Regions from separate parts of the Ovis aries genome. Here region 1 is linked to region 2. A link is a contact called in public Hi-C data. All regions are on one chromosome and are shown on one strand. The core of a region is the stretch at or near the end of the contact, and the rest is flanking DNA. Distances in the headings are between cores, read along the strand shown. Region 1 has its middle 150 kb from the start of CHIC2. Region 2 has its middle 65 kb from the start of LNX1.

Region 1 (3,244 bases), core at 1-2,500, 210 kb after region 2:
GCAGGAGAGCATGACCAATCACCAAGGGGGGGTTTATGGGCTTGTCCATTTTATTGTACCATAAAATCCCTCTTTTCAGCTTTAGATGTCAGCAGCTGGTGACAAGCTTAATGGCCGATGAGTGGGGGAGAGAGTCATGGATCCCACAGCTTAGCTCTCCCCCAGACTGGGATGGCCCACCCTTCCCTGGCCTGCTTCTTGAACCCAAGTGAGCAAATCAGAGAACATTGGATAAGCCTCAACAGCAACATCCAGCAAAGCTGCTAGGTCCTCCTGGCTGAGTAAGATTTTATTTTCCCCTATTTCGAAGAGCTGTTAATCTAAGGACAGAGAGGGTTTAATAGTGTAATGGGAACTGTTGCAAGAATGGCTAAAACATTAAGTTCTCCTCCGTCTTTGATAATTTTGCATCAGCCTCTGCCAGGGTAGAGATTGTGTCCTAATACGACCTCTTAAAATGAACACGCTGTCTTGTACCTGGAGAGGGCTTGTCAGTGTTTCTTTGTGTTTCTGTGCACCCTTGCCTGATAGTCCTTTCACTCTGATGAATTAGAAATGTCTCAGCAGAGGAGCTGCCATTCATGAAAGATTCCCCAGTTTACAAAATACTTTCATACCCAATGTCTCACAGAAGGCTCTGAAAAATAAACCACTAATACCCTTGTAAAGAGCCTTCCTCAGTTTGCAAAACAGTCTCTGCGCCCTCTCTTTAAATGACTGCAGTTCCCCACTTTTTCTATCATTGTTGACTTAAGTTCAAAGTCAAGCTAACAAATCTGTTTTGTCAGACGGGAAGCTGGCCGCTAATGGTTCAGAGTGGCTCCGTGCACAGCTCACTCCGTTGCCCCATACCCGGAAGAAGCGCTGTCTTCCCGACAAGTTAGCAGCTTTGTGCTTCCATTTATTTATTTAACGTGAAATGGCTTAAGCCGGTCTGTGAAATTTGTCCTTGAACACTGGGACCTCAGGGCCAGGAGAGATTTCTAGACTAGCTCTAAATCAGCCCCTTCCAACTAAACAATCGTTACACTTTATAGCTGCCTGCTTGCCCTTTATTATTTTGGACTATTAAGCAGGGCCTGGAAGAATGGTACATCTAGTTGCCAGCGCAGAGTAGCAGCTGGCAGCCCAGTCCTGCTGCTTCAGCGTCGCAGGCGGCAGTTGCAGGGGAAATACGGTAACACAGTGGTCTACACTTCCGGGAAGAGCCACTGGGTTGCCGCCTTTGGGACGCTATTAGCAAGCACGTGGCAGCCCTGCCCTAGTCCCGACTGCTGGTGATTGAAATGTGTTCAAACTGTGGTCAGAGAAGAAGTGTAGGGAGGAAAAGAGGCTCAGAGAGAAGGCTTTAATCACGATGCTTGCTCTTTTCTTTGAATATCTCCAGAGACAGCTTGCCAAACACCAGCTTGTTACTCAAATGAGGGGAAATAATACTCTTTAGTTTCTGTTTGCGTTTTGTTTCATGAATTAACACAGTAAACCGTCCTTTTTCTTAATCTTACCCCTCACGGCTCATCTCTACTGCCAAATGATCCCATCCTTGAGAAACATCTTCAGTAAGTAGAGTGCTGTGTAAAAGCAAACAAATTAGTGTTCAGTATTTCATTCACATTGCCAATAAAGAAACTTACAAGGATATTATAAGGAAACATCCTGTAGTTTTTGAAGCAAATGTAGTTTTTCTTGTTAATAAACAGAGATTTCCTCCCTCTAGCCTACCTGTTTTGGACACAAAGACTAAGAATTTGTATTTTCTAAAGAAAGCACTTAAATTCAGTATTACTTTTCTTTTAAGTAGCACTCATTTAAATGATGTGCTTTATAATCAATCCCCAGAGAATTCTCCTTAATTTGTCCCTTTTCTTTTTCCTCATTGGATAATAATTTTTCAGAATAAAAATTTTTGGTGTCAATATTTTCAAAATATTTCAACACATTAACCATTCCTAACCAGACTGTTGTGGAGCTCTATATAACTAGTTACTAAAGATCTGAATTCTAGATCCCAGCTCTGTGTACCTGAATGAAAGCACTTGTGTAAATGAAGCATTCTGACCACCACATGGCTAAAAATTCCCTGCTTGTGTCTGACTGATTCTAGACACCTGGATATAAGCCATTGCAAATGCTTCCTCAGAGACACTTAGCAGAAAGAAAACAACTAAACAGACCTGTTTCCTGACTTTGTTCTTTGATGGATATTTTCTTACCCTTAAATATACTTTACCCCTGATAATTTAGAGGTCTATGTCTGGTGAGGGGTATCATGGATGAGAAGAGTTCTGACATTCCTTTTGTTAAGGTGACATCCTTGGCTTGATGAGACAGGAATTGGCAACAGCATCTTTACAGGGCATCCAAAGAATAATGGAAAAAGTTCCCTGGGACCCATTCCCCGAACTGCTCCATTTGCACTGATAATGAATTTATCTTACCGTGTTTTCCAAATGACCCATCAAAACACAAGTTCCCTTAGGAGCACAATGGAGCTGAATATCTGTCCTGGGAAACTTCTTGGGAAATGAAGGATCCAAAGTTGCTGGAACTGTTCTTAAAATTTAAGAACAAAGTGACAGGGTGGGGACTGCAAACTCCATTTCCTTGAACTAGATCTGCAATTAAATCTTCCCTTCCCCACCAGAACACATCTTTCCTATGCACCTTGATGCCTAGTTGTGTACATAACATATGTACAGACACAGTAGATGATTAATTGATGCATTGAGGCTTCAGCAACGTGACCTTTAAAGCTTTCAAACCGAATGAAGTAATTTACATTTGGGCACAGAGCCAAGAGGACTAAGCAATGCACCTTTCTAAGCAGTGTCCCTGGCCCTTCTTTACCCCTGGTGTGTTCTGCAGCCCCTCCAAACTCATATGCACTATCACAGGAAAGAAGTAACTGTCAAGGTTGATTCAACCAAGAAAGGAGGTCACATTAATTTTTAATTTCTGCATATGCCTCTGGAAAATGCATAAGTTGTTCCACAAACAGAAATGCCCTTCCTTGCCAGTACTGCTTCCATCAGTTCAAGCACTCTGACAGTATATTTCGTTTATAAACTCTCTTCCTGCCTATCTCCTGCAAGAACATCATAATCAATTATTTGAGAAGAATTTCTCAAGCTGCTCAGACAAAGACATATCTTCCAAGCAAGGGGTTGCCCAACAGGAGAGGGAATCTTGCTCCATTCCTGCTGACACGTTGCTTTCTGCCTGGGTTTTATCTTTAGCTCCCTGG
Region 2 (3,338 bases), core at 513-3,012:
TAAAAAAATAAGTTGAATGTCAAGATTCTTAAGTTGAGCCTTGCTGTGGATCATAGCAATGCGATGGGCAAGATGACTCTTCTTTTATGTTTCTCCAAGGTTCATCAAGAAGACCATTTCTGTTGGTGAATAATCTGATTTATGAGCCTGCCGATTGGAGACCCAAGCAGGGATGTTAATGGCATTCCAAGCTTCAACCAGACACCCCAAGCTGTTTGCTGCTCTGGTATGATGGAAGCTCTGCAGTCAATCTCCTTAAAGTTTCTGAGATTCCTGTGGCCTTAGACTTCCAGCCATCATTCACCGATACTCAGTTCACTGACTGGCTAGCCTGCATTTCAGACCCATTGCACCCAGTCCAGGCCCCAGAGAACTTCCTTCACTTTTGAGCATCTTCCCAACCTACATTTTCCTGTGTAAAAGAAGTGACTGGAAAGGCCAGACAAATCAGAACACATCTCTAAAAATCCTGGAGCCTGGAGGTTATGATCACCAGCTTTGGAGTCAAATGGATCTAGATTGAAATCCTGCTCTGTTGTTTATTAGCTGTCTGACCCTGGACAAGTTACTCGACTTCTCTCTAAACCCCAATTCCTTGTCTGTAAAATAGATATAGTTGTAAATGCCTCATCCCATGCTGTGAGAATGATGTGAGACAATGCGTGTACAGCACTTCACGATGGAGAATCATTCAATAATGGAAGACTGTTAGAAGAGAAATTCAACATATCATCAAAAAAATCTCATTTGGAACCTTAAAAACATTACGTGAAAAAAGCCAGTCACAGAGGCCACATGTAGCCATTTATACAAAATGTGTATTAAGAAGAGGCAAACCTATGGAGAAGGCTATGGCAACCCACTCCAGTATTCTTGCCTGGACAAGAGGAGCCTGGCAGGCTACAGTCCATGGCATCACAAAGAGTCGGACACAGCTGAGCAACCAACACACACACACACACACACACACACAGGGACAGAAAGTAAATGAGTGATGGTCTAGGGCTGGAGGGTTGGAGAGATTGGGCTTGAGTGCCAGTGGATATGGCATTTCTTTTTGGGATAATAAAAATATTCTAGAAATAAGTAATAGTGATGCTTATATAAATTTGTGAATATACTAAAGCCTACTGAATCGTACACTTTAAGAGGATAAATTTTATATATGTAAATTATTTCTCAAAAATAGTTAATTTTTTAAAAAATAGCTATTATGAACTAAAACCATGAATTTTGAAGCTAATTTGTTTCATGGACTCTCTACCTCTTCAGCACTGGAATCAGAATGATCCATCTCATTGGAAGACTCTGTCTCTTTCTAGGTGAATCATTTGTTCTCTGATGACTGCCCAGTAATTGTCAATCCATTGCAATCTCAGCATTTGTAGTTATCAGTAGCTGTCTTGTCACTCCATGAAATTTATGGGCAGGAAGGGGCAGCCTATGCCCTTAGAGGGGAGGGTACCTTGCATCTCAGCTCATCTGGGAGATGTTGCAGGTGGTAAATGAGGTGTTTTCCCTTTATCTTGGGTAGAAAAACAATGGCAGGAAACAGAAATGAAAGTCTTTGGGTTAGCTGAATATTTTGATGTTTCATAGTCATTGGTTCTAGCTTAAGTTGTGTGTGTGTGTGTGTGAGTGTGTGTATGTGTGTGTGTGTGTGTGTGTGTGTGTGTGTTAAAGCGGGTAGTAGAAGAGAGTCTTTGCCAAAAGGAAAGAGGGGAGGAGTTTGGATGAGTCAGTGTCTATTGCAAAACCAGAGTGGATTAATTCTGGAATTTCATTGAGCACACTCAATGCTTCCAAAATATAATTGAAAAAATGTGCAGTGTTTTCAGATTCACGTCTCAGACAGAGTTGTCAGCACTGCTTAGGGACAATTTCTTTCTGCATGAGTAGGGCTATAGATTTTGATAAAAATTATTCCTTCACTGTTTGGAATGTCTGAATAGATTTGTGGTCTTTCATTTTGCTTTAAAACATGATTAAATATGCTTTAAAAATCAAAGACTTCTGTTTGGTTTTTTGAATTTCTTCCAGACTCATAGCTGGTTAATATATATGCCAAGTTGATTTTTTTTTGGCGGGGGTGGGGGGGGGGGTGTCTAATAATATCAACTGAGATTCTTCCAAAGGGAAAAAAAATTTATGAAAGAGAAGGAATCGTTTGTATGCCACACTAAGATATCACGAAATGTTCCAAAATCTTTATCAGGAGTATTTAATTTTAAAAATGCTTTGCTGGAACTTCTAGGTAGAGTATACAGTCTGGGAGAAGGTAAGAGAGATCTCGGGGCAGGAAGAGAATCAAGATGAGAGTAAGCCTGAATAGGTTCTCCTTCAACCAGTGAGGATACACTGGGCTCTTTTATTCCTTGTGTTTTTATTGAGAATGTGCTGTGTATTGAGAGCTGGCTGAGACTGAAGGTCCTACATGCTGTGTTGTGTACTAACAACATTCAAGAGACTATGTAAGGCATCTTAGCTCAAGATGCTATGATAAAACCTGTGTCTTAAACAACAGAAATTGATTTGTTACATTGCTGGAGACAGGAGAGGCCAAGTTCAAAGTGCCAGCCATTTATGTTCTTGATGAGAGCCCTCTTTTTAGTTTGAAGGTGATTCTCTTCTTGCTGTATCCTCACATGGCAGAGAGAGGGGAAGGAGGAAGAGAGAGAGGTCTCAAGTCTCTTCCTCTTCTTGTAAAGGCACTAATCCCATCACGGCTTCTTCGGTGGTTCAGTGGTAAAGATTCCACCTGCCAGTGCAGGAGACTCAGTGGGCTCGGTCCCTGGATTGGGAAGATCCCCTGGAGAAGGGAAAGGCTACCCATTCCAGTATTCTTGCCTGGAGAATCCCATGGACAGAGAAGCCTGGCAGGCTGAAGTCCACGGGATTGCAAAGAGCTGGACATGAGTGAAGGAGCATACACACACACACAATCCCATCACAGGGGCTCCACCCTTGTGACCACATTAAACCTAATCACCCCTCAACACATGACTTTTGTGGGGGTGGGGTGGGACATGAACCGTCAATCCGAAGCACCAGGAGGAAAAATACTCCTACATGGATGGTCTGAATATTTAGCAAGCAGCAAATAACAATAACTACCATGTACTGACCACTTAGTATATCTGGACATCTACTGGGAATTCCATTTATTCTTCACAGAAACCAATGAGGTCTTTGTGGTCTTGTCCCTTTTATAGTTAAGGGAACTGAAGATCTGGGAGGTTAAATAAATAGGCCTAACATCAAGCAACATAGCTTGGTTTGTCCGAAATTGGAACCAATCTATTTGGTGCATGCTTTTGACTCTGCAGATTTGAAATTTT

The links. Hi-C and Micro-C count contacts between places; a contact is called where the count stands out from the background.
Region 1: a Hi-C map of omental adipose tissue shows a contact between it and region 2, with 2.1 times the contacts expected there. The contact joins two enhancer-like sites. A contact is called at or near these places in 5 of 16 Hi-C or Micro-C datasets (liver, omental adipose tissue, skin fibroblasts and 1 more).

The regions. Positions count from the first base shown.
Region 1 is chr6:70,147,396-70,150,639 of ARS-UI_Ramb_v3.0, forward strand. No RefSeq gene overlaps it. Among named protein-coding and RNA genes, the nearest start is that of CHIC2, 150 kb to the right of the region's middle. Within about 2 kb of position 1,251, at least 6 of the 54 cell types and tissues checked have an H3K27ac peak or open chromatin away from gene starts, as enhancers often do.
Region 2 is chr6:69,940,884-69,944,221 of ARS-UI_Ramb_v3.0, forward strand. No RefSeq gene overlaps it. Among named protein-coding and RNA genes, the nearest start is that of LNX1, 65 kb to the left of the region's middle. Within about 2 kb of position 1,763, at least 3 of the 54 cell types and tissues checked have an H3K27ac peak or open chromatin away from gene starts, as enhancers often do.